Linked DNA regions of Mus musculus: regions 2, 3, 4, 5, 6 and 7 are each linked to region 1. The links are chromatin contacts, called in public HiChIP or PLAC-seq, capture Hi-C and promoter capture Hi-C maps. All regions are on one chromosome and are shown on one strand. Each heading gives the region's core, a stretch centred on a gene start, on an enhancer-like site or on the middle of the called end of the contact. The rest is flanking DNA. Distances are from core to core; before and after follow the strand shown. Region 1 holds the start of Ccdc92b (coiled-coil domain containing 92B). Region 2 holds the start of Ankfy1 (ankyrin repeat and FYVE domain containing 1). Region 3 holds the start of Zzef1 (zinc finger, ZZ-type with EF hand domain 1). Region 4 holds the start of Atp2a3 (ATPase, Ca++ transporting, ubiquitous). Region 5 holds the start of P2rx1 (purinergic receptor P2X, ligand-gated ion channel, 1). Region 6 holds the start of Camkk1 (calcium/calmodulin-dependent protein kinase kinase 1, alpha). Region 7 holds the start of Ncbp3 (nuclear cap binding subunit 3).

Region 1 (3,521 bases), core at 373-2,872:
GGTAAATGCTAATTTTTTTGTTGTTTCCTAAAGCCAAAGTAGATCTATGAGCTGGGAGAGGCTGAGTTATGGATGAGTGGATAAACGAATCTATATGTTCTTTATTTTTCTTAGTCATTATTCCTCTTCATCATCTGACTCAGAAGCCCATGGCAAGAGGAGCACAGATCTCAGAAGCCTTCCTAGGTCCAGGCCTGAAGACCCAGGCACAAATGCTAGCACACACTAACTCTCAGTACCGTCCTCAGCTCCATACACACTAACTCATCTGTACACTGATGGTCCTACTAGTACATCCACTCCAGAGATGAAGAAACAGGACCCCAGAGAGGTAAAGCCCTTTGCCGGACATGCACAACTGTGCTGACACCTAGGAGACACTTTGAGGCACTCACCCTGTAACACATAGCTCCTCAGAAGGCAGCCACACTTTACATCTGCTGGCTAAACCTCTTTTTTGTTGTTGTTTTTTGGATTCTACCTCTTGCTCTCCAGATAAACTCTCTCCCTGTACAGCCATGCCCTAGCTTCCTACACTCCACCCAGTTTCTGTCTCCTGAAATCTGACTTCTCCTTTGCATTTTAGAGCCTTCTTGCGGGCAGTTTGGACTCTGGGAATTCCTTGCAAGAAACAAACCACACAGCCAAGAGTGAAGCCGAGAGAATGAATTGAGTCTTACTGGGAATCACCAGGGCAAGTGAGTACACGTATTAAAAAATAATTACTCTGCCACCCCCTCTAAGTCCTTGGCTCTCCTGAGGACGAGTCTGGAACCAAGATCTGGCCTTTGACAAGTGTCTGGGACTCTGTCTGCAAGGTGGGGGCTGGTAGCAGAGACATTCTCTAAGGACCTGTGATCCTCCGCACTACAGAGTCCCTCCTCCCAGACACCCCTCAACTCTGGCTCCCCGCTCCACTGAAGATCCCACAACCCCAACCTCAGCATTGCTGAGGATTCAGGTACATGGGAGTGGGGTGTCGGGAAAAACTTGACCCACCTTTCAATCTTGATGCTCTGTAGTTTATGCCTCGAATTTGACACCCAGAACTAGGGGGTCTGCAGGGTGGGGGGCAGGGTTGAGGGTTATGGATACCACAGGGTATAGGGAAGAGAGGAACCAGCCAGGATACGAAGAGCAGGCAGAACGGTGCGAGTGGTGGTCTGGACTGCTTTGGACCCCCTGCCAATGCCGGGAAGGGCTCGGGTCTGGCGGCGGAGGACAACTTCTGCCAGCAGCCCGCGTCCTGCCCGCCTCTCGCGCGCTGCGGTGCCAGACCCCGCGCAGCCCTCCAGGCGGAGCCGGAGCTCAGGGGCTCTCTTCATCACCCTGATCACCCAGCCAGCGCCCACCCTCTACACCCACCGCCGGCCTGCTCACCTGCGGACCCGAGAGAGCCGCCGGGCCCGGCCCGGGCCTCGCTGGGTCTCTGGAAGAGCTCTTCTCCCGCGCTAGCTGCGCTCATGGATCCGCAGAGCGCGGCCCGGCTGCGGCGCCATCAACTGCTGCGAGGCTGTGGGGTGCGGACTCCAGGGCTCTGGGGGGCTCCGGGGCGCAGAGGTGGGGGGCCTAGGGCAGGCTTCGGGCGTAAACACCCAGCAACGTGACCGGAACTGGCGAACGAGCTGGAGGGGGCGGGGGGTGGGAGAGATAAGGGGGAAGGGAGGGACCTGGGGCGCTCGGGGAGGGGCCGTGGGCGGGGCGGGGGGAGGGGAGGCTGGGGCGGGGGAGGGGAACCCTGGGACCTCGGGGAGCCCCAGGATCCGGGCCTTCGCACCCCGCGAGCAGCAGAATCCTCGGATCCGGCCCTGGCTGGGAGCTGAGGAGGGAGCCCGAGACACCACAGACGACTAGGCGAGCAGGGACGCGGCGACCGATCAGCACCGCGGACAGCGCCCAGGCCCACAGGCCAGGATCCGCTCCGCCTCTCTAAGTGAGGCAGCGCCCGCTGCCTGCTGGGGTACCCACGAGCTGGGGTATTCGAGAGCTGCTGGATAGTCTGAAAATGTGTTCCTGGTAGAGGCAGCAGCAAAGCTGTGCCAGATGTCTCACTAGTTTTGTGACCTTGGGTGAATCACCTCACCTCTTATATGATGGTACCCAGAATCAAGAAAAGATCTTTTATAAATTCCAAAGTCCGTAAAAAGTATAAGGCGCATAAGGCACTATTGGTGTTGAGCCGGGTCTCTTCCTCCTCCTCCTCCTCCTCCTCCTCCTCCTCCTCCTCCTCCTCCTCCTCCTCCTCCTCCTCCTCCTTCTCCTCCTCCTCTTCCTTCTTCTCCTCCTCCTCCTTTTCCTTTCTTCTGTAAACAGATTTCTAGAGTTACTCTGCTCATCTTAGAGTTCTGGCACCATCAGCATCTTTCTCTTCTCTGGAGAGATGGTGGTGTATGGAGTGCACCATTGGGTTGTTGTGAGAATTAAATGAGTTAATACCTGTACAGTGCTCACTATAGTGTGGGGGCTCACTAGACACCTGTACACATGATGGTTGATGACAGGGGTTCAGGAGGCTCGGAGTTCCCAAAGGCAACACATTTCCAATCCTACCTTATCATGCTGAAGGGAGAGGTGGTCTTTAAGGACTCAGACCTAAAGTTTGGTCTGGAATACCTCACTCCATTACAAGCCAAATATTTACTTTCTTGTTGAGCCAAATTTCTACAAGGCCTTAATTTTGCTTTTAAACAAGGCGTTACTATGTGTGTAGCTAGCCGGGCGTGGTGGCGCACGCCTTTAATCCCAGCACTCGGGAGGCAGAGGCAGGCGGATTTCTGAGTTCAAGGCCAGCCTGGTCTACAGAGTGAGTTCCAGGACAGCCAGGGCTATACAGAGAAACCCTGTCTCGAAAAACCAAAAAAAACAAACAAACAAAAAAAAAACTATGTGTGTAGCTCTTGCTGGCCTGGAACTCTATTGCTTCATAGACCAGGCTGGCCTTGAATTCACAGAGATCCTCATGCCTGTTTCCTGAGTTCTGAGTATAAGGGTGTGCATTACCATCTCAAGATTATTTTCTCTTCTTCCTTCCTCTTCCTCTTCTTCTTTTAAATAAGGTGTCACTTAGTCCTAACTGGCCTTGAACTCATTTTGTAGCCTGGGCTGACCTTAAGCTCCAGATCCTCCTGTTTTAGCCTCCTGAGTGCTGGCATTACATGCATACACCACCACACTCAGCTCTCTTGTAAATCTCTTAGGCTTAAGTGGACTTGGGTGTCAATGAATAAAAACTTTAGCTTCTCATGGCAGAATTGAAAGTCTTAGCTGTTTTGACTGGCACTTTGTATTTAATAGGTGCTTGTGTTTTGTTCGAACCTCACATGATCTGTAGTTTGTAGCTCTGCTCTAGGCTGGTTTTCAGCATGCGTAAGTAATTTCTGGTTGGGAAGGCCAGTGGGTCCTGTTCTCAATTCCTTCCTGCCCTTACAGGACAGCATTCCTAAGCTGTGAGGGTCTCCTGTGGGGATACAGATTATGATAAACTAACTAATGCACTCAATTGTATGAGGTATCAGAACTTT
Region 2 (3,521 bases), core at 419-2,918, 1.9 Mb after region 1:
GCAGTGTACTAACCTTGGCCTGTATGAATTCCCCACAACTGGAACCTGAGCACAAACACAATTAAGTTCTCAATACAACTACGGACTGAGAAACTCCCTCCTCCACGACCTGAAACTTGGTCATGCATTTCCCCAACACGCAGATTCCTTCTTAAAGGCTCTACACTGCTCACGATCTCACATCGTGCCTTCCTGAACCTTCCTCCCAAACCTCGCTGCTGAGCAACAGGTACACAACATTCCGTGGTGTGCAAAATCATCTAGTTCATTTTTTGAACAGGGTTTCATGCACTCCAGGTAGGCTGTGAATGACCCTAAATTCCAGATCCTTCCAAGTGCTGAATGAAGGAACTACAAGCAGGCAGGCATACATCACCACACCCAGCACTTTCAGTCACTTCGCTTTCTCCTCCTCTGTTGGACAATGTTCACCACCTCCAAGGTGTTTAACAGATAGAAAAAGTAAAAATGAAAACAGAATCCAGTCCCAGCCATGAATCTGGCCTCAGTTCACTTAACTATAAAGGGCAAATAACACACCTGGCAGGCCTACTTCGTGTCACTCTTAAACCTAATTCAAATCTGAGAAGACTACACAAACTGTCACACTACCCAAATCTCAGATCAAGAAATGATGAGTTTAATCAACACTTACCAAAAAATACAAACAAAAGACAAAAACAAAATAGGCCAGGTCTAGATCAAGTAAATCTTCAGCCACTCAACAAAGTCCAACAAGAAGTATTTTTCTCCAACAATGGGGTACACAGGAGAAGCACACCGGCCAGGTCTAATATTGTCTGATCACTACTAGGTAACTCACTATCTCAGGGCTTTCACCCCAACTCATACAGTAAAGCTATGGCAAGCAAAGATCCTAACATTATTCCTTAAGGGAGGCTGCACCTGAGAAACCGGATGCCTTTACCTGCAATGTCGTAAAGTACTAAAAAAGAGACGAAGGACTAAAGCAGGAGGTAAAGGAACCGAAGCCTGGCTTTAGCACACCTCTTTCAAGCAGTGTGACCTTGGTCAACTTCCTTACTGAGGAAACATCTCCTTTTGCCCCTTTGTAAACCTCAGAGAATCTGAGCGTGCCCACATTTGCTAGGGCTGCCAAAAAGCTTAAAGACTATTACAGCGCACGCCCAAGAAGCCCGTCGTCCAGCTGCAGTCCCGGCTCTTCCAAGGAAGAGTCCCAAGCTCTTCCGCAGGCAAGAGATGCACCCTTCCGGATGCAGGACCTGCCATGACAGCAGTTTCGATTTCCTAAGGAGAGGGGCACTTCCCTCCCCGTTCCAGCATGGCTGGCACAAGAAGCTCCTCTACAGCTTTCTCGAGTCCCGCGGGTGCATTCGCTCCCAGGACCCGACCCCTTTCTCGTTCTGAGACTACCGGGATCGGGGTTGGGGGCGGGGGGTGACGAGTGAAGACAGACTGCAGGAGGGGCGTTGCCATAGGAACGGCGCTGAGAACCCCGGCCCGGGGAGCCCCGAAACGCTACATAGGAAGGCTCGCGAGACACGTGATGCACCGTACGACCACAGCCGGACAACCCTTCCAGGGGCTTCTGTGCCCGGCCAGTGGTACCCCTATTGCTTCGCGTCTTCCCGTGCCACCCCACAAAAAACCTACCTTCCGCCATGTCGGGCCCGGCCCTGCCTACAGCCTCGCGATAAATGCCGGCGCAAGGGAATCATCAAGTCTCGCGAGAATGGATGGAGGCGTGGCAAAGGGAGGAGCCAGAGCAGACAAGGGGTGAATGAAAGTGGAGCGGGAAGTTGCTCTAGGCGGGAGGTCCGAGTCCCACTTCGTTTTGGAAGGTTTGACAAGCGCGGACTGGGCTATCTCGTACTCCAGGCGATCGTCAGGGTAGAGCAAACATGGACTATTCTGAGGCAGGGACTGCGGATCTTTAAGTTACTTTGTAACCACGTGGGACGCTGTCCTAATACTTAAATGATAGCATTTCTCCAGGGCTTTGGGAATTTTTATGGCTAAAACCAGACAACTTGGGTTATCAAACAGGCAAACACACTGGTTACAAATATAGGGGTCGCAAAAACTGCAAATCTCTATACAATTTTATGTAAGCAAAATTGTGAGATCCCTGAGGTCAAAGTGGCAAAGCCAAATAACACTAGGAGCTAATAACGGTTGACAAGGCCATGGAGAAGGAATTCAGATTGTAAACCAGGAGCTTAAACCTTTTGTGAATGTGAGAATGATTAGATGATTTTTATAATAGCAAAATAGAGGGCTGACAATCCTAGATAGTATGCCTTTTTTGGCTGTGGAGTAGGTAGAGTGGGGAATTGAGACAGGGTTTCTCTACATAATCCTGGCTGTTCTGGAACTTACTATGTAGACCAGGCTGGCCTGACACTGATAAGAGACCCTAGTGCCTCTGCCTGGAGTGCTGCGATTAAAGGCAAGTGCCACCACACTTGACATAAATACTTTTTCTTGGCCCGGGTAACGAATATGTACTTAGCACACCTGAAGCCTCCAGGTCAACAAAGGAGAATAGAAATAATGCATCAACAGTTAAGTAGTGACTTAGAGAACAGTTAAGATTTTAGGAAGATCTGCCACAGTTAAAGAAAGCATTAGAGGGCAATGAAATGGAATAATGAAGGGATTGAGTTCAGATTATAAAAATGTAAGGGCAATGGTTAAAATTTTGAAAAGGGGACGACCCTGGCTGAAAAACACTTAGAAAATGGAAGAGAAGGACACTTAAATACATTAAGGATAATTATGTACTAAAAACTGATGTTCCGATTGTAGCAGACTACAGTAGTGAAGGAAATAACAGGGCAGTGTTAAAGTAGTGGCCCTGGATAAGCGACATGTGATTAAAGAAACAATATTTGTTAGTTTCAATAGAAGTGCCTGAGCTCAAAGCTTCACTGCCTTGCTGAGGATGGTTCATAGGTGTGTCAAATGAGTTTTTGAGATCTTCAGGTGGCTAGATAAACCAGCTTTGAGCATAAACAGACTCTTCTATCCCCTAAAAATACTCAAGCTCCTAACATTAAAACAACTTAACTGGTTGGAAAGTGCTGTCATATCTGACATCTGTTTGCAGCATGTTTTCTCTTTGCCTTGCTTTGCAAGCCCAGCAAACTTAATCTGAGCCAGGTTTTTTGTTTGTTTTTGTTTTCACTTTTTTGGACAAGTCTCATGGAGTACAGACTGGTCTAGAATTACTGGTCCTCCTGCTTTTCCAAATGCTAGGGTCAGAGGTATCCATGGATGGAGGCGTGGCAAAGGGAGGAGCCAGAGCAGACAAGGGGTGAATGAAAGTGGAGCGGGAAGTTGCTCTAGGCGGGAGATCCGAGTCCCACTTCGTTTTGGAAGGTTTGACAAGGCTCCAACTTGTTTCTAGTTGAGATACTCTTGCCCTGGATTATCCTAAAAATTTGGCCAGATCCTTTATGATGCACAGATACCAAAATCTACTATCAAGAAACTTGCTTAATAAAAACATGGTTTCTAGTATTGTGAAGAATGAGATT
Region 3 (3,521 bases), core at 259-2,758, 1.8 Mb after region 1:
TTTTGAGAGTTAGAATGCACTAAAGCAGTTTTTACAGGGAAACTTACAAAATATATTATGTAGGCATTTTTATCATTTGCAGGCGACATTCTCGAAATATTTCAAGAGCCTCTGATTTAGAGGAAACAGAACTTTTAAATTATGTTACAAGTGACTGTGGGTTTCTTGCTTTACACACTAACCAATCAATGACTGACAATTTTACATGGCTTACTCATTAAAAACCTTTTGTCCTAACATTGTGGAATTAATAAGACTTCAGGGAGCAGGATAATAGGGACCTAAGGGAATGGGGTGGGAATCAAGAGGTTTGTGAGATACTCTCAACTTTGCTAGTGAAATGATTTATAGGCTAACTCTGGGTCAGTTTTTTCCAAACCATAAACCAAAATGTTCAGTAGAGATATGAGGAGAAATTTCATAAGTACAAGAAAACTAACGCTTCCCTATCAACTTTAGGTTTGATAAGGTTTCAAATGAGCCTGGAACAAGTTCTTCAATGATTTAAAATCCAGTGTATACTTGTTAAAAAAAAACAAACAAACAAAAAACAACCAACCAAACAAAACCTAGTATTTTATAGTCATGAACGGCTTGCAGAATGAGTCTTTTCAGTGTAATGTTACCCTCCTTCCACATTAGACTCAGATGGTTCTCTACAAGATTCCTGCACAGGCCAGTAAAACAGAATGGTTTTCATGGCCACTCCCTTGATCTTTGCACATCCTTTCTCGTAATTGTCTTACTCTGATAAGGTCCAGCAAGCAACTAAGCCTGTCAACTGCACAAATGTCTGCCTACCACATGCAGAGACTTTTTTTTGGCTTGCTCCTCTCTTCGGAACAAAGCTAATGTAGCCTGGACTTTCCACACCTCTAGTAAAGGCGAGAGACGTAGCAAAATTCCGTAGTGATGCACTCCGAAAGAGTTCGGACAACGCCATACTTCCATTCTAAGAACCCGAGGACCCTATGGCTTCCTGGCTGGCCTCCGCAAAGCAACCGCCCACCTCTTCAGGACCTTATTGGCGACCACCCTGCTCCCGCACCGCTGTCGCCAGCCAGCCAGCCAGCCAGCCCTGACCTCCTCGAACTGCTCGCCCGAACATCCAGCGCCGCGAGCCTCCAGCAACTCCCGGAACTGCTCCAGGGTGACGGACTCTTCACCGCGGCCCAGCCGCTCTTCCAGCCAGCGCAAGAGCGCGCCGTGGTGCCTCGACACCAGGGATTCGCAGGGAGGTGCGGGCCGCAACGCAGCCGCTGCCTCTCGCAGCCGAGCGGGTTCCAGGAGTGCAGCGGCGGAAGGCAGCACCGCGGCCGCAGGGCCGGGGCCGGGGGTCGTGCCAGAGTCGGCAGCCCAATCTTGATGTGGGCTCCAGCCCTCACCCCCTGCGGCCGCCGCTTCGTCTTCGCTGCTGTTACTCGGAGCGTTCCCCATGGGGTCTCCGTCTTGGGTGCTCGGAGGTGTCGCCGCCGCCGCCGCCTCCCAGCCACGACCTGTCAACCTCCGACAGCTCCTGGCGGGCGGGGACGGGGTGGAGACCACAGCGGCGGCAGTGACTTCCGGCTTCCTGGCTGTCGAGCGAGGCCTGATGTCGCAACGGAGCCGTCAAGCGGATTCCATTTGCTCACGACAGCTTAATGAAGCCCGGGAACCCACCCGTTAACGTATCCGTCTAGCCGCCTCTGCCGCCATCTTTGTTGAGGGCGGATAAACTGTAAGCCAGGACTTTTTGTTTGTTTGTTTGTTTGTTTGTTTTTTCTCTGTACTGTTCCCCTTTTCTGCTCCACGCTTCACGTTCAGAATCTAGGCTGGACAAGAAAAGAAGAAAGAGTCGGGGGCAAAAGAGTCAACTTTGCTGTGAAGTCTGTCAGTGTCGCGCTGCCGACGTCACGGCCGGCGTCTCTGCTGTCTTAGTGGTGGCTTAAGAGGTGGCTACCTCCGAAGCGTGTCTGGTGTGTTGCTGTATAGATGCTGAGGATATGCGGGCTTGGTGTGGTGCTGAGCCTGGCCGTGGCGGCGGTGGCTGTCATGGCCGTGTGGTTGATGGACTGGTGGGGTCCCCGCCCTGGTATTCGCCTCTTCCTTCCCGAGGAGCTAGCCCGCTATCGCGGCGGCCCAGGGGACCCGGGCCTGTACTTGGCACTGCTCGGCCGCGTCTACGACGTGTCCTCTGGCAGGAGGCACTACGAGCCTGGGGCGCACTATAGCGGCTTCGCAGGTATCGGCGAGGCTCTCACACCTTTTCCTCCTGCGTGGGCTCGTAGCCACGGCTTGCGTTCGTCCAGTAATTTATTCCTCCGCGCCTCGTCATCCCACATTCCTCAGACTGCTGCGGTGGGAAGGACACGGTCCTGGTTTGCAGCTTGGACGCAACTGTGCTAGTTATGTACCCTCCGACTCTGTCTGCTGCACTGTGTGACTGATTCGGAGAAAGATGTGTCTTGTTAGGTAGTGGTTACACTCAGAAGTCTACCTGGTCTCTAGAGCTACCGTGCTTTCAGGCTCTTTAGACTGACCCGAAATAACCTTTCCTCCGCCCGCCTCCGTTTCCCCTAATATAATATTTGAGTCTTTTTTAATTCTAGTAGATGCACTTGTCTGCTTTTCTTTAAAAAAAAAAAATGAGAATCAAGCGGGGAATGAAGTTAGAGCACAGGAAAGCAAGTATCTTTTGTAGTATTAAAATACCTACAATAAACCAGAAGTGGTGTTTTAACTGGAGTGGCTGAGACAGGAGGATCTCTTGAGCTACAAAGATCCATTGAGCCAGGAATTTGTGGCCAGGCTGGCTCTAAAACAACACGAAACAAAACTTCTGACAAAATTTGGTATATTAGCCTTCCTAAGAACATTTATCAAATTAACTCCATTCTGCTGTGCTCCCGTTACCCCTTAACAACGGAGGGGATCGGAAAATGTAATTTGACTAAAAGCCTTAACAAGATATGAGAACTACCAACCTAATAGCTTTTAATTTTTATTTTATGTGTATGAGTGTTTTACTTCCTTGTACAACTCTGAACTACCTGTGTACTTGGTGCCCATCGAAGCCAGAAGAGGTTTTCAAATCCCTGTAACTAGTAAACATGGTTGTGATCTGGGTGCTGGGAACTTTGCTTCTCTGGAGGAGCATCCACTGCTCTTAACCAGTAAGCCAGCTTCCCAGCTACCAATTTTAAAGGTGTTGTTTTTCTAGCCAAGGAGAATACCTCTCTCTTTGTTTATTTGGGAAGGAAGATCGCAGGGCAAGACTGGTAACTAGACTGACAAAAATTTCAAGCAGTCCACCGGTCATTTAGGAGAATTAGGAAGCTACCTTTAAATACAGATCACTCACTTCCTTCTCTCCAGACTTTTCAAACAGTCTAACCTGGGATAGGACCTACCCAAGGACATGGAGAGTTAGAAGCAATGCTAGACTGGAATCAAGAGTTTTTTCTTGCCACTTGAGTGCACTTTAGGACACTACTAACATCTGGTATAGCTGTCATGGATGCATGCACAAGTGTGAACATACA
Region 4 (3,521 bases), core at 579-3,078, 1.7 Mb after region 1:
TCCTCTCCCATCATCAAACACATACCTACACACCTGAGATCCCCTCACCACGGCACAAGGGAGCTGGGGGCTCCCTCTCTCCCAGTTATCTCTTCTGAACCAATGAAGGCATGAGCCAGAAAAAAGAGTGAACTAGGCCAGAGCCCTCCAGGGACAAGCTCAGTGTGACCTGGGACAGAACTAAAGGCTGAGCCTCCAACATCATATGGGAACCAAGGACCACAGTAACATCAAGTAGGCTGCAGACCCCAGACCCGCCTTCCCCTCCCTCAGGGTTGAAACGGACCCTGCTACCCCTGTCTTTCTTCAGAAAAAGGGCACCCTTACTGCCAAGTCATTAATGGGGGATATTAAATAATATTTATCTCCTAGTTCCTCCCACAGCTCAACTAAATATAGCAACTAATTTTTTTTGAAAAAGGATTTCTGCTCCAGAAAGATAATATTTACATAAGAGGTGGTTTTCATAAACCAATACAAACCCAAAGCATCCCTTCTGACAGCTCTTCCTACTTCCCAGACTGCCTGGAGCAGAGGGACACCCAGGCCAGAGCATGGTTCCTCTGGTACCTGGCAACTCTCAAGGGTGAGGGGCTCTCCAAAAAGATAGAAGTTTGGAGTGGTTGGGCTCTCTCTCTCTCTCTCTCTCTCTCTCTCTCTCTCTCTCTCTCTCTCTCTCTCTCTCTCTCTCTTCCTCCCTCCCTCCCTCCCTCTCTCCCCCTCCCCCCTTTCCTTCAAGCTTACAGGTGCTGTGGCCCTGAGCCAGGAGTGACAGGAGGACATTGCAGGGAACCTCTGATGTCCACACTACACGCTCCTAACAATGTGTGGGGCTCATCTAGACGGGGTCTACTGGCACTGGCCAGGCAAGACTTTGGACAGGAAGGAGAATCCCATGCTCCTTGACAGAGGGGAGGAAGCCATGCCTCTAGTAAACTGAAAGAGTACGTGGGCTACCTCGGTCCCCAGAGATGGGGCAGGCACCATTCCAGATCACCAGCTGGGGAAAAGACTCCTCCAGACCTCCGACCTGCCCCTCCAAGAAGGTGGGTCTTTGCCTCAGCAGTTCAAACCCACATCAACTCCCGGCAGCCACATCCGCTTGGGGTTGCAGAAAGAGGAAGACCTGGGACTGGGGTTAAGAGCACCAAAGCTGACAGCTGACAGGCTGCACCGTCTTGGGCGCCTTAGTGAACCTTCCGGGGAGACATCGGAACCCCCTGATAGGTTGGGCCTCGGAGTCGCTGGCTAGAGGGCCTCAAGCGTCTGCACTTGCAGGGTGTCCGCAGATCGCACAGCAGGTGCGGGCATCCAGTAAGGCTCTGGGATAAAATGGGCTAAGGATTGCAGGGGTGCATCGAGATGGGGAGTGGAGAGCCAAATCCTGCCTCCTCTTCCCCCGAAGGAGACCGGGAGGCCCCACCAGGTGCCCCACGCGCATTTGCAGAGGCTTACTGAGCCCGGCTTCCTGCCGAGTCAGGAGGGGACAACCGGTCCCCACTGCAGGGCAGGAACCCACGCTCACCGTTGGGGCCGTAACGCTCCCGCGCGTCGGTCACCTGCTCCAGGCTCAAGCCGCCCTCGGCTGTCACCGAGAAGCGACGCAGCACGTCGGCAGCGGAGAGCAGGTGCGCCTCCTCCATGCTGCCTGCCCGGCCGTCCGCGACGTCCAGGTCGCTTCTCCTCAAGGCTACTGTGTGGAGTGCTGCGAGCTTGGGGCGGGGCGGGCCCCTCGGGAGGCCATGACCACGCTGGGACCTTCCCCGACGGCAGTGGCTATGGCAGCCCGGGCCCGCGCCAGGATGCTGTGCCCGGGGCTCCGTCCTCTGGGCGGGGCGGCGCGGGACCCGCCCTGCACCCACACCCCTTCCGGCCGCAATAGCAGCCGCCGCCCCGCCCCGCCGAGGGTGGCGGGGGACCGAGTATGCTACCCTCCTGTCCACATACTGAAGCTAGAGCCAGGGAGCCTCGAACTCGGTCTGCAAAGCTGGGGGACCTACTGCTTTCATGTCGCCGCCTCTCTGTGTCCTAGGAGCTCGAGGGTGTTTGTGGTTGTGTCCGGGGGTGTTGCAAATTGCAGTTGTCCGTTTAGTGGCACCCCACTTCCCAGCTCCACCTCTGCACAGAGTCTGGCGGGAAGCCGATGCAGTGCACTGGGGGTCTCTTGCGGAAGAAACAACCTGATGCTTTCTTTCCTCTAGTGCTGAATGTGTGCGCCTTACACGTTCCCAAAGGTCCTGCGACGAGTGTCATTCTTCATACACTCGCATCTCTAAGACCCCAAAAATGGCCCAGTGGGGAAGGAAGGTAAAAAGTACCAGGCTGTTACCTACCAGTCCAGCGTCCCCAACAGGTGAATGGTGCGGTGGGGATTCAGAGAGATCCCCGGGAACTCGAGCGAGGCAGAGGGGTTCCTTGCTTAGGGTGCCTGGCGGGGACTGACCCTGACCGAGGGAGGGACAGGGGAAACTCCCCTATATCAGCACTGTCAGGGAGTGCCAAAGGGTTGCAGGCCTGCGGAGGTGGAAGGCAGAGACCACTCACCTTCCAAAAGGGGGAGCCAAGAGAACAGCTGATCTCATCCCCACTCCTTGGCTCTTGGTTAAGTGCAGCCGCGGAATCACCAAGGCTGCCAGGGTAGTTCCTACCTTTTTGCACCTGGGTCCCAAAGCACCCGTGCACTCTGAAGCTTCCGGCCTGCCTGAGCATGGGCACCCCAGAGTCGAGTATTTTTATCCTGTTTCCACCCCTCTATGCTTTCCAAATATTGACTGGTGAGGACAGGGACAGATTGGGCCTTTTAGTGGCTTTGGAAAGGCTGTCCAGACTCTATGACATCAGCTGGGTCTCAGCTGCTGTAGGGATAAAGGAATGTTACTTTTATGGCCGTGTCTCCTTCCAGCTGACATTTTAGTTGTTTACTTGGGATTTTTCTAAGACGAGGTCTTGTTATGTAGTCCAGGCTTTCTTCAAAGTCTTGGCCATCCTCCTGCCTCAGCTTCCAGAGTGCTAGGATTACAAGTTATGCTACCATACTCTGACATTTTAAGCTTCAACTCCAACATCTCCAGGTATCTTCCTCCTTCCCTTTCCCTCTGACCAGGACAGGACACAGACAGCCTCTCTTCATTTGTAAGTTGCTAGGAAACTTGGTAGGACTCTGCTGGAGACAGAGCCACCCAGGGATACTTTCCCACTGGAGACCTCCCTCCCCGACACATGGAGATATAGACATTCAAGCAGCAATCACCCTGCACCCTCCCAAGCACACACATCCTGGGGGCTTATACCTCCTCTGCCAACCTCAGGGGACATCAGCCCTAGCCTCTCCCACTTTTCCCATCCCACAGCTGTGAGTTGGCTTTGCTAGAAGACAGCCCCAGGCCTGACTGTTTGCTTTGGCAGCCCCACCCCTTTCTCCAGACCACTCCACCCTCTCTTCAAACTCTATGAGCAGAGCAAGATGGTGGCTCCTACCTGGCAGGTGAATATACCTGTCAGCATGCCCACCTGCCTGGCTG
Region 5 (3,521 bases), core at 339-2,838, 1.6 Mb after region 1:
CCCTCTTGTGCTCAGCAGGAGGCTACTGGTACCCATCAGAAAGTTTCCTGGAAACTTTGTAGGGAGTGGGAAATGAGGAGACAGAGCAAAGGTTCAGGGTTGATTTGCCTAGTGACCTAGAAATTCCAGGGCTCCTCTATGGGCCTTAGTCTTCCTCTTAAGCTTGACCAACTTGATTTGTGACCAAGACATAGCCTGAAATGCAGCTGAAGGATCCTGGCTTTGGCTGCACCTGACTAGCTCTGAATCTTAGGGCATCAGTGAGCAGAAGAAAGGCTACTCTAGGAACTAGATACTCCCAAGAGGCTAGTACCACATGAGTAACTCTTTGGGCTCTTAGTCCCAGTCCCCCCAAATGGGGATTTGCAGAGCCCTCAGAACCACACAACACAGGCAGGCAGGGGTACTGGGCGTTCTCAGGCTCCCATTAGGACCCAACCCTTTTACTGATCTCATAGCCTCTAGAGGCTCTTTTTAGTGTGACTGTAAGTAAGCATGATGCTCCTGACATGTGACACTTCTGGTACCCAGCTACCTCAGACCCAGGGCAGACAGAGACACAGCTGTAAGCTTGCGTAGCCAACCAGGTATATAAAACCACCGGTACATGGCTAAATATATAGGACATGGGCAGTCATAGAATACCATGTTAGCCCACACAACACACATGCAAACACAAGATCCTGCCTGGCCTGCTAGCCTTTGCATGGTTCCCAGGCTAGCCAGATAGCTGAAGGAGACCTGTGCTGCTCTGACCCTGTGCCAGGGAAGGAGATGTCACACTTGGGAATGGAGACTACTTCCTGCTCTGTGTCTCCATCAAGATGCTAAGTGTTCAGAATCCAATTGTCTTTTAGTCCCCCAGGGACCTGGATTTCCCAGGTTGTCCTTTGTTCTGACTGGAGAGACGGGAACAGAGCCTATGTTCTGGCGAGTAAAATGAGGCATTGCTTTGTTTCAGTTGCATGAGGAAAGTTGGAGGTGAAAAGGGCTCTTGCAGGGCGTGCCACTCACTCACTAGAAGGGGCCTTTTACAATGTCCTCAGGACCCACAATGGTGTTGCCCCTTGGTCACCATGCACCCAGAGTAGCGTGTCCTATCCTGCATTGGTGTCTCCATCTTGACAGTAGGTTAACAGGGCCTATTCCTTCTTAAGGCATGGAGGCTCACCAGGAGAGCTTTCCAGTGCTTGGAGAGATGAAGGGTACCCCAGAGCTCTGAGGATTGGCACATGTAGAAGACTGGTGCCCAAAGGTGTTGGGAGGGGGACTTAGACTCACCCAATGACGTAGACCAGAACCACCAACTGGATCAGACGGAAAATGACTCCCACCTTCTTGTTTCGTACCAGCACCATCCGGGGAGTGTCATACTCAAAGAAGAAGGCTGACAGCTCATCCTGCAGCCGCCGAGCCATGGTGGGCCAGAAGGGGCTCAGAGACAAGCCCCCCGCACGGCCTCTGTGGTCAAGGGCAGGCTAGCATCTGTGTCTACAGAGAGAGCAGTGGAGTGGCTGGAGGCTTCCCAGCCCCTTAAGAACAGAGCAGGCCAAGTGGGGCCAGAGTTGGAGGTTCGTTGGTGGGATCTGGGTTAGGAGGGAAAAACCCAGGGTGATCAGAGCAGCTTTTGACTGCTGGCAGGCAGTGGAGTACCGGCCAGTGGTGCCCCGTGAAATAAATTCCCAAAGATAGACAGAGGCGGAGCCAGTGAGGCCACCCAGGCCCAGCCCCACTACCCCTCAAGGCTCCGCCTGGGCCCTGCTGGGCCTCCGGAAACAGGAGCTGCTCTCCGGAAACCACCATGGCCACCAGCCACAGGGCCAGAGATAAAGCTACTGGCTACCCCCACTCCAGGAACCTGACAGGACAGAACTGAAGGGTCTCGCCAGGACAATCCCTCAACACTCTACCTCCATCCCCACCCCCACAGTCTCAGAGTAGACAGTTCAGTCCTGGGGACCTGCAGGAAGATGAACAGAACTGATGTCAAGTCCTGTAGCCTAGAGCTACCCTTGGACACTCCCTCTTCGTCAGTCCCTTCAAGTCCAAGCTTGGTCTATACCCATTAACTTCAGCCTCAGGCTGGCATCTCTATCTGCAACCTTGCTCTCCCTCTGTCTGACCTGCTTGACTGTACTCCTGACACCACTCCCATCCCATCCTTACCACCAGAACAGACAGGGAGGTAGACATCTAGACGAGACTAGGGTCACCTATCCCTAGGGAGTTCTGAGACCCAGCTTGGAAAGCCTGATATTAGGCAGTTGTGTCACTTGTTGAGGGCTTGGGGGCATTGTCTGGCTTTTCTAAGTCTGCTTCTTGTAAAGTGGGACAACATAACACTTTCCCCAGAGTGAAGAAGCCCTTGGGGGACGGTCCCAGAAACCTCCAGGACAGAGAACTAAAATACACTGTTGAATTAGGGTTCAGGTCCAATACAACCCTTGCCTTCCTCAATAGTAAAGCAGACCCTGAGCATAGGGTCCCAAGAACCTGATCAGGCTGGCTCACACTGTGCACCTAGGGTCAGAGGGAAGCATTCTCACCCTGGCCTACTAGAAGAACCAGCCTGAAGCACAGGTCTCCTTGGTAACCTTCACTGCTCTGCACCCCCGGCCAAGCCGACCCACGCTGAGTGCTGATAAGGAATCTTCTTCCTCATGAGCTACTAACAGGGAGCGAATGGCCCCTGGGCCTGGCACCGAACCCTTATGCAAACTGGGCTGCTTTCTGCATGTCCCCTCCCAGCACCCAGGACCAGCCCCAACCTCTTGAATAGAAAACACACACACACACACACACACACACACACACACACACTGACATTCCAGTAGGAACTCTCTCAACTGTCTGACGCCACTGAGCCAGGGTGGTGGGAACCACATCCTTCGCTTTTTTTTTCCTAAGGAGTCAGAGCTTCAGCAGGCTCTGTGACCTTACCCTGACCCCAAACAAAAGGGCATGTCCCTCTCCCAGCTGACTTCACGTGCAGCTGTTACAGCAGTAGGCCCAGAAATGAATTGTGTGTGATAGGAATGGGTGGGTGCTAAGACTGAGCCATCTCTGTGCCCGCCCCGACGATGCTTACGCCATATTCTAGAGAGGGACCTGCTCCAATTGAGGGAGAAGAGAAAGGATGGAGAGAAGAAAGGAAAAGGAAGGCAGTCATTGTCCAGTATGTTGCTTCATGCCACAGCCGCCCTCTCCCATACTCCTCTTCTTCTTCCCCCACTTCACCTCCTCCCTTCCTTTCTCTTTCTTTCTCCTTTTCTTCTTTCTCCCTATCCTCTTTCCTTTTATGTTTCCTCTTCCTCCTCCTGCTCTTTCCTCTTCTTCCCCCACTCACTCCATCCCCAAGAAGCCAGGTTTATAGCTTGTTAGATACACCCTCAGGCCTGTGTCTGGGCATCAGCCCTGTTCTCAGTCAGCATGGCAGAGAGGGCCACCTGAAGGTACTGAAAGACCCAAGGTGCCACCAAAGGCACAACTTTCTTTTCTTGATAATAACCCTGCAGAATCGA
Region 6 (3,521 bases), core at 585-3,084, 1.6 Mb after region 1:
ATGCATCCCTGCTACAACGATTCACTGGGTATCTGCAATATAAGAACGAGGAGGTAAACCAGTAGACCCCCAAAGACAAAGTCCCCACTCTCACCATTTGCTTTCCAGTAGAGTCATGAAGCAACAAATAAGAATGCTAGCAATAAATACATGATAGGTGCTGTGGGATGCCCTGGGAAGACAGCTACTACAACAAGACAGGGCAGGAGCAAGATGCTAGGGACACAATTGATGTAGCGCAGAGAGGGTTTGTACACAATGCAAGCTCTAAGCAGCTTTGGAAGGAGAAAGGCGGTACACAGTGTAGACACTTGGAGAACAGCAACTGGAGCCAGAGGGACTGGCCCATAGGTGCAAGTGCCATGAGGTGGGACAGTGCTTGCTCTGTATGAAGACCAGCACAGCAGATGTGGCTGCAGTGGAAAGTTCCTTAGTGGAGGTGTGCATCAGGAGAGAAGCTAAGGTCCACTTACACTGGCCTCGGGGGTGTTTTCCTGGCGGAGGCGACATTGTGACCACTAAGCAGGATTCCCAAGGGAGAAATGGGAGTTCACCCTGTGTCTAAAAGAGATCCCTTCCCAACGTGATAGCAATAGAGTGCTTCCCAACAGGCTTGGTTTAGGGTTTGTGAACAGAAACCAGAGGCCTCTAACACCAAAGGAGTCTTTAAGCAGGGAAGCAATTCACTTGGATAAGGTTTAAAATAAGCCCCAGTCCTGGTCTGAGGACTGGGCGTGGGGGACCAAGGAGCAGGTAGTAGGGTCTAGAACAGTCTGACCCACAGCGTATGTTGGATGGAAGAGGTAGAGATGCGCAGAAGACCCAGCCTCTTCCTTTTCCCTGGGATTTTCAAGGACACAGCTGTGCGCTTCTCTCACACCCTGAACCTGGCCAAGACAAAGAGAGGAGCTCACTGGGACACAGTCCTGGGACCCAAGGCATGTGACAGCTAGCTCTGCTCACTCTGTAACACCCTCAAGACAGACACACACCCCTTCCCTGACAGATGTAATCCTTGTCCTCGTGACCGGTGCTCACACACCACTCCATCCTGAAACGCACCCCTCAGGTACACAGGCACACTCTTGTGTCCACGTGACGCACGCACACCCGCCTCCAAACACCACACACAGCTCCCCGCGCACGTGTGCACCCTCGGAGCACCAATCCTGTACCCACCAGACCCAGAAACCACAGCGCCGCCTCCGCCACCCTCACTCAGTCAGGGGACGACTGCGCAGCAGCTGAAGTCGCTCGCTGCATCCGTCCCATTCATCACCCCGCCCCCAGCTCTCCACGGAAGACTCACGGGAGGGCTGTGGGAGAAGCGCTCTGCTGAGATCCACACGTGGGTGCACCCGTCCAGGCCCACTCCGAATAGACACGGCCTCCACCCAGAGCCGGGCCCAAGGCACCGCGCGCGCGGGGCTTCTATGCAGTCCCACAGACAGCAGCTGCGGAAGAAACGCAGGTGGTCGGGCACCCGCATAGCTGGCTTAGACAGATGCGGGCTCAGGGAACCATCCCGAGGACCTGGCCCTGCAGACACAGCGGGAATCTCTGCACACCAGATTCCGGCTGCCCACGTAGACCCGGCCTTGTAGACCACCCTTCTACAGCCCGTTGGCTGCACAGGGCGGCTCAGCCGTCCGCACCCCAGTTTCCAACTCCAAGTCCCGGCTGCTGACCCCTACCTAGGCACCTGGCGACAGTCTCTGCGGTGGGCACCAGGCTCGCTCCCGCTGTGCGCGCCCCGCCCTGCCCGCCTTGCCGGGCTAGGATCGCCCGGCTCAACCCGCTGGCGCCGCAGCTCCAGGCTGCGCTCGCTCCCCCCGCCCGCCGCCGCGCCGGCCCACGATCATTGGCTGTGCCGCGCAGCGCCCCGCAGAGATGTCCAATCAGAGTCCGGTCCTCCCGCCCAGGGGTAGAGGGGGCGGGTCTCGACGGGATCGGGAGGAGGTGGCTCGGGAGGGGCCCTGCGGATGGGCCCCGACGCGTCACGCCCCCGGCGCCCGCAGACAAGCAGGCTCGGGGAACCCGATGTCCCTCAGGCCACGTCGTGGGCCCCTCAGCCTGGCCTGAAGCGTACGATGCTTTTTTCGAGTCCTCAATCCGGTGTCCTAGTCTCTAGAGGCAAGAGCATCCCTCCTTCGGGATGAGGCCCGGTGCGTACCAAGGAGAGGCTAGGTAGAGGCCCTGGGAGAAGGGCCTGGAGTTGAGTGTTCTCCGGGGGGGTTGGGGGAGGGAAGGAGGAGGGAGATTCGTCAGAGTGCTGGGGTGGGGCGGCACTCAGGTTTGGAGAGGAGCAGGAGGTGACTGGCTGGGCTGAGGGAATGAAAAAGAGCCCTCCAGGACCAAGTGGCCTTGACTGTGGTTATGCCTGGGGACTGCCCTCACAGACTCCTGGTTCAATCCTGCTATTATTAGTCTATTGGAGATGCCCCACATCACTGCTTGCCTCAAACTCAGACCCATGTTGCTATCTCCAACCTGGTCTCACCTGTGTCTCTGTCTTAAACAGGAGTTAGAAACCAGGAGTTAGAAACCAGGAGTTACCTGTGTAGCAGGTTTTCTGACCCAACCGGGTGTAGCACAAGGATCTGCCATGTTGCCTCTTAAGATCCCTAAAGTCTCTCTCTCTCTCTCTCTCTCTCTCTCTCTCTCTCTCTCTCTCTCTCTCTCTCCCCACCATCTGCCCCTCCCTGAACTCGACCACCACGGTCATGCAGTATACCTCCACTTGATTAGTGCAGCAGCCCCACCCCTCACCCCAATCCAGTATCACTTCCCATTAACCTTTCTGGGACAACCAGAACAGGCACTAGGAACACCAGAGAGCTGCCTCTTAGGATCTTCCACTGCTTGCCACTAAGTCCCCTCAAGCCCTCCATAGCTCACCCCTCACCACTTGCCTGCCTAAACCCCACTTGTCTTTTGGCACTTAGTTCAATGCCTCTGCTGCTAGGAAGCCTTCCCCATGACCTTCTGGATACCTGGAATGCCCAGCAGCCCTTTCTCAGTGCTTTCCAGATCTCAGCACCTCTTCACCTGAGTCCTGTCTGGACTAAGAACTCTTGAGAGCAAGGGTCGAGATGAATTCGCCCAGCACAGCCTGACCTCCTGATGCATGCCCAGCATGTATTTGTTGAAATGAATAATTGGGTCCAGTAACTGGAGGATTGGATCTATAGGGCTGGAGTTCAGGAAAGAGCTGGGCTACAGAGACTCCTCCCCCCACCCCCAGTTTTGAAGATTGAATCCAGGGCTTCTTGCATTCTAAGCAAGGATGCTACTACTGAGCTATACCCCAATATTGAAGAGATGGTTTTGAGAGTCCTTGAGGATCCAGTCATAATTCTAATGGAAAGGCTCAAACAGATCAACTGAAGCAAGGCTGAGAGGATCAGATTAAGATCTAGGCAACAACAACAACAAATCTTACATATATATAAATCTTGAAAAACAGTTCTGGGCTGGTATGATGGCTCTGCTCCACAAAAGCCTTTGAGATGTGGCTCTCT
Region 7 (3,521 bases), core at 473-2,972, 1.6 Mb after region 1:
TAGTCACATAACTCCCCAAACCAGACTGGACACATTTCCCACGAAAGGCCACTAGGTGGCGCAAATGCCTCCAGGAGAATGCTTCAGGTCCTGGATCTCTGGGAAAAATACAGGCTAATACAATGAAGAAAGGAGGGGATAAAAACAGAACTAAAGTCTCAGGACTGCAGCTGATACCCTGGACTCTGCATTCAATCTCCAGGCCTTGCTTTCCTCCACAATACCTGTCTTTCTGACTTCTGTTCTCGTGCTTAAGACAATCCAACATTTCTCCAACAAAACAATCCTGTTTCCATCTCTAAGACTTCTGAGCTTGCTGTCCTCCCCGCTAGGAATTACTCCCTTCCAACTGACATGGTCGGCCCCTTTTTGTCATTTGGGGTTCAAGTTGAATCTAACTATCTCAAGGGACTTTCCTGTGCATCCCAACACACACCAACTGCTTCACATCCCTCCTGGCCACTGTGCTTTTTATCCTATTAACAGGGTGTGTGTGTGTGTGTGTGTGTGTGTGTGTGTGTGTGTGTGTGTTTGTTTTTGTAGCACTTAATACAAAAGGGAACTATTTACTTGTCTCCCCTACTAGGGCAACACCAAGAGGGAGTTCGCTCTTAAGCACCTAGGATTACACCAGCACACAGAGAGGTGTGTGATATAAACATGTTAAACTGACTGAATGGATAACACCTGACCTATACACTATCCACTATAACCTATAGATGTTGTCACCAAAGGTATTGTCATTTGTCATCACTACCTTAGCCTTCACTCATAACTTCAAATGTAAAACCAAGCTGCTATCATGTAATTAAAGGAGGGGGCGCAGGGAGTTCACGTTGTATGTGAAAACCGAGCTATCCAGGCCTCAGACCAGCTTTAAGAAGGGGCATGTGACTACCAAACCACAGGCAAAACACTCCTCAGACCCACTGTGGTTAAAGAAAGATCAAATGTCACTGTGTGTCAGAAGCTGGGACCACCGAGAGTAGACGCAGTGAAGGTGCGGGGACGTGAGGACCCTCATCCACAATACCAACACACGAGTGTCTGCTGTTTGACAGGTCTAGCCCTCCCAAGCGAAGAGAGCTGGTTTAAGTGACACCAACTCGGCCGGGGAAGGAGGACCCACCAGGAGACCTGGATGCCGGCGGCACCTAACACTTTCTTTGAGGGCTGATTCAGGTTCTGTTCCCGCCCGCGGCTCCTTTTTATCTCCAACCAAACACAGCTGATTCCGTTCGGGGCCACCGAGGGGCAGCGAGAGGGGTGTCCCCAACTCTCTCCGAGATCCCCCGCCTCTCCAGCGCTCTCTGCACCCATTTCCGGGCGCCCCGGCGTCCTTTCTCTCTGGCGCTCTCCGGGTCATGCGCGGCCCCCGCCTTTCGGCGCTCGCGCCCCTTTCCCGCGTTCCCGGACTTGCGCCAGTGCCGCCGTCCGCCACCTTCCCTGACTCTCCAGGGACACCCGCCCGGCGACCTCCTCAGCCCCCGCCCCTCTCGCCCGTACCGGGAGCAGTTCCTTTAGGGAGCGCCGCACCGGCACGATTTCCAGCTCGCCTTCTTCCACTTCCATGGGCTCCGGCTCGCCACGCTCCAAACCGGACTCCACCTCGGGCGACGGAAGCCCCAAAGCCGGCCCAGCGGGGGCCTCCGCCTTCACAGACACTCGCAGGCCGCGGACGGCCGCCATAGCTGCCAGCCGGCCGCACCACCGAAAGCCCGCCCCTCACTCCCGCCGCCTAGAGCGCCGTCGCCGATGACCACAGAGGAGCACCGCTATCACCTAGAGCGTCGTCTGTTTCTACCAGAAAGCTGTCCTTATCTCTGGCGCCCCCTTGGTGACCTAGGAACCTGGGGCCGGCTTGGGGCGGGACTTCGCGGGGTAGGGGGCGGGACGAAGCAGTGATGGAGGTGGAGCGTCGTCTGAGGTTCCAAAATACCTGCACTTTGAGGACTATACTTCTAAGAACTGCTGAGCGGTTACCGCGATCTATCATCTAGGCAATCTGAGCGTTTACAAAGTTATTTCCGTAGTAAGCTTTGGCTCTGTCAAGTCTTCCAGTAATTGAGCCATATTATGTGGTCAAAATTTTAAACTAGGGCCCAGTGTAGGGGTTACATGCCTATAATCCCAGCAGTCAGGAGTCAGAGGCAGGCACATCTCTAAGTTCCAGGCCATCCAGGGATCCAAGGTAAAACCCTGCCTACATTTAAACTGGAAAGGGATGGTACACGATTGTATTCCCAGCACTTGGGAGATAGAGGCAGGAGGACTAGGGGCTGAAGGTTATCCCCCAATTACACCAAGGGGCAATTGCTAGTTTGAGGCCAGCCTAAACTACAGAAGATCCTATCTTAAAAGGGGAAGAGGGGTGCTTCAAGATCACAGTGACCTACCCAAAGGGCAGAACCAGAGCTTAGACCCATTTTGTCACTTCTGGGAGCTCTACTCATCAGAGACTCACAAGCAAGATTTCCTGCAAATGTTCCTAGTAAGAGTCTGGCTGGGAAAGAGGAAAGGCTTGTTCAGACTTGAAGAAGGGACTTCTTGTCTGTCATGAGTCCTGATTTTGTGTCTCCTCCTGTGTCATATTTAGTTAGCCCTTTCTAGACCTATCTCCCAATCTGAACCAGGAATAGGTAAGACCATATATCTGAGCCCCTAAAAATCTTTTCAGAGAAAGGCAAATCATTCTAAAACAGAAAAAAAAATCACAAGACTCAGATACACTAGGTCACTTTGGGCATGGCACGGAACCTCAGTTCCTTCATCAGAACATAGAACAGTGACACACCTCCACAGAAGAATATAAGGACCGAATGAGCTAGTTATGTGCGGCTGTAAGATCCAAAAGAGGTGATACTGTACATCCAAGCTTTTCTTGAAATGGGTCTGTACCATGGGACAAACAAGATGGAATTCCTTAGAATGGTACCATCAATTGATTGCAATGCAAAGTACAAAATTGGGTTAAAACAATGGATTGTATTTTCTTTTCTCCTGTTCCCCTTCCTTTCTTTCCTTCCGTTTTTCTTTTGCTGTATTAACAATGCAACCCAGAGACTTGAGCATGCTAACAAAGCCCTTTACCAGTGAGCTTTACCCCAGCCCTCTTGTTTTGAGACAGAGTCTTGCTATGTAGCACTGGCTGGCCCACTACTTGCTTTGTAGCTGAGAATGATCTTAAACTCCTAATCCTCCTACCTCTGCCTCCTGCGTGATGGGCTTATAGGCATGTACCACCATGCCTGGCTCCCTAGTGTGTGTTTTATAGAACTGTTTGTGTTTGGGATAGCCAGCTGTGGGTGACAGTCATGAACCCCACCATTACACTATCTTTCTAGGCCTGTGGAGTAGGAGGTAGGAGAAACAAAAGCAGTTAATTACTTAGCCACACAGGCCTCTCTACCTCCTAAAGAGACTTGCAGCTTGAGGATTCAATTCAGAGGGATTTGAAATTACAGTGCAAAGAGGCCTTGGGGCACCCACAGGAGGGGGTGGTTATCAGGCAGTCAACGCTT

What was found. Promoter capture Hi-C pulls out the DNA fragments that hold promoters and counts their contacts. HiChIP or PLAC-seq counts read pairs in DNA pulled down with a chosen protein or histone mark. Capture Hi-C pulls out chosen DNA fragments and counts their contacts.
Region 2: a contact with region 1 is called in a promoter capture Hi-C map of hippocampal neurons, with 6 times the contacts expected there. The contact joins the promoter of Ankfy1 here to the promoter of Ccdc92b in region 1. A contact is called at or near these places in 3 of 39 promoter capture datasets (cranial neural crest, hippocampal neurons and stem cell-derived epiblast-like cells) and 1 of 115 datasets of contacts at active chromatin or transcription factors (embryonic stem cells).
Region 3: a capture Hi-C map of embryonic stem cells shows a contact between it and region 1, with 6 times the contacts expected there. The contact joins the promoter of Zzef1 here to the promoter of Ccdc92b in region 1. A contact is called at or near these places in 5 of 39 promoter capture datasets (cranial neural crest, embryonic stem cells, hippocampal neurons and 2 more), 1 of 115 datasets of contacts at active chromatin or transcription factors (astrocytes) and 1 of 9 other capture datasets (embryonic stem cells).
Region 4: a contact with region 1 is called in a promoter capture Hi-C map of second pharyngeal arch cranial neural crest. The contact joins the promoter of Atp2a3 here to the promoter of Ccdc92b in region 1. A contact is called at or near these places in 11 of 39 promoter capture datasets (the 3T3-L1 cell line, cranial neural crest, embryonic stem cells and 6 more), 1 of 115 datasets of contacts at active chromatin or transcription factors (stem cell-derived neural progenitor cells) and 1 of 9 other capture datasets (embryonic stem cells).
Region 5: a contact with region 1 is called in a promoter capture Hi-C map of stem cell-derived epiblast-like cells, with 8 times the contacts expected there. The contact joins the promoter of P2rx1 here to the promoter of Ccdc92b in region 1. A contact is called at or near these places in 7 of 39 promoter capture datasets (the 3T3-L1 cell line, cranial neural crest, frontonasal cranial neural crest and 4 more).
Region 6: an H3K4me3 HiChIP or PLAC-seq map of embryonic stem cells shows a contact between it and region 1, with 10 read pairs. The contact joins the promoter of Camkk1 here to the promoter of Ccdc92b in region 1. A contact is called at or near these places in 6 of 39 promoter capture datasets (cranial neural crest, embryonic stem cells, frontonasal cranial neural crest and 3 more), 5 of 115 datasets of contacts at active chromatin or transcription factors (SST interneurons, embryonic midbrain, embryonic stem cells and 2 more) and 1 of 9 other capture datasets (embryonic stem cells).
Region 7: a promoter capture Hi-C map of stem cell-derived epiblast-like cells shows a contact between it and region 1, with 5 times the contacts expected there. The contact joins the promoter of Ncbp3 here to the promoter of Ccdc92b in region 1. A contact is called at or near these places in 12 of 39 promoter capture datasets (3T3-L1-derived adipocytes, cranial neural crest, embryonic stem cells and 6 more), 6 of 115 datasets of contacts at active chromatin or transcription factors (SST interneurons, astrocytes, embryonic forebrain and 2 more) and 1 of 9 other capture datasets (embryonic stem cells).

Annotation. Positions count from the first base shown.
Region 1 is chr11:74,617,706-74,621,226 of GRCm38.p6, reverse strand. Ccdc92b (coiled-coil domain containing 92B) reads right to left here and starts at 1,622. Exons shown (of 4, transcript NM_001013784.1): 1 at 1,381-1,622. The coding sequence starts at 1,465. Gm50590 (a long non-coding RNA gene) reads left to right here and starts at 368. Exons shown (of 3, transcript XR_001780261.2): 1 at 368-698; 2 at 819-961.
Region 2 is chr11:72,688,149-72,691,669 of GRCm38.p6, reverse strand. It overlaps Ankfy1 (ankyrin repeat and FYVE domain containing 1), which reads right to left and starts at 1,668. Exons shown (of 25, transcript NM_009671.5): 1 at 1,636-1,668. The coding sequence starts at 1,645.
Region 3 is chr11:72,794,213-72,797,733 of GRCm38.p6, reverse strand. Zzef1 (zinc finger, ZZ-type with EF hand domain 1) reads right to left here and starts at 1,508. Exons shown (of 55, transcript NM_001045536.2): 1 at 1,084-1,508. The coding sequence starts at 1,437. It overlaps Cyb5d2 (cytochrome b5 domain containing 2), which reads left to right and starts at 1,895. Exons shown (of 4, transcript NM_001024926.3): 1 at 1,895-2,221. The coding sequence starts at 1,972.
Region 4 is chr11:72,959,476-72,962,996 of GRCm38.p6, reverse strand. Atp2a3 (ATPase, Ca++ transporting, ubiquitous) reads right to left here and starts at 1,828. Exons shown (of 22, transcript NM_016745.3): 1 at 1,526-1,828. The coding sequence starts at 1,643.
Region 5 is chr11:72,997,212-73,000,732 of GRCm38.p6, reverse strand. It overlaps P2rx1 (purinergic receptor P2X, ligand-gated ion channel, 1), which reads right to left and starts at 1,588. Exons shown (of 12, transcript NM_008771.3): 1 at 1,282-1,588. The coding sequence starts at 1,418.
Region 6 is chr11:73,017,301-73,020,821 of GRCm38.p6, reverse strand. It overlaps Camkk1 (calcium/calmodulin-dependent protein kinase kinase 1, alpha), which reads right to left and starts at 1,834. Exons shown (of 16, transcript NM_018883.3): 1 at 1,695-1,834. 4732414G09Rik (RIKEN cDNA 4732414G09 gene) reads left to right here and starts at 1,981. Exons shown (of 3, transcript NR_152202.1): 1 at 1,981-2,165.
Region 7 is chr11:73,046,068-73,049,588 of GRCm38.p6, reverse strand. Ncbp3 (nuclear cap binding subunit 3) reads right to left here and starts at 1,722. Exons shown (of 13, transcript NM_025818.3): 1 at 1,507-1,722. The coding sequence starts at 1,689.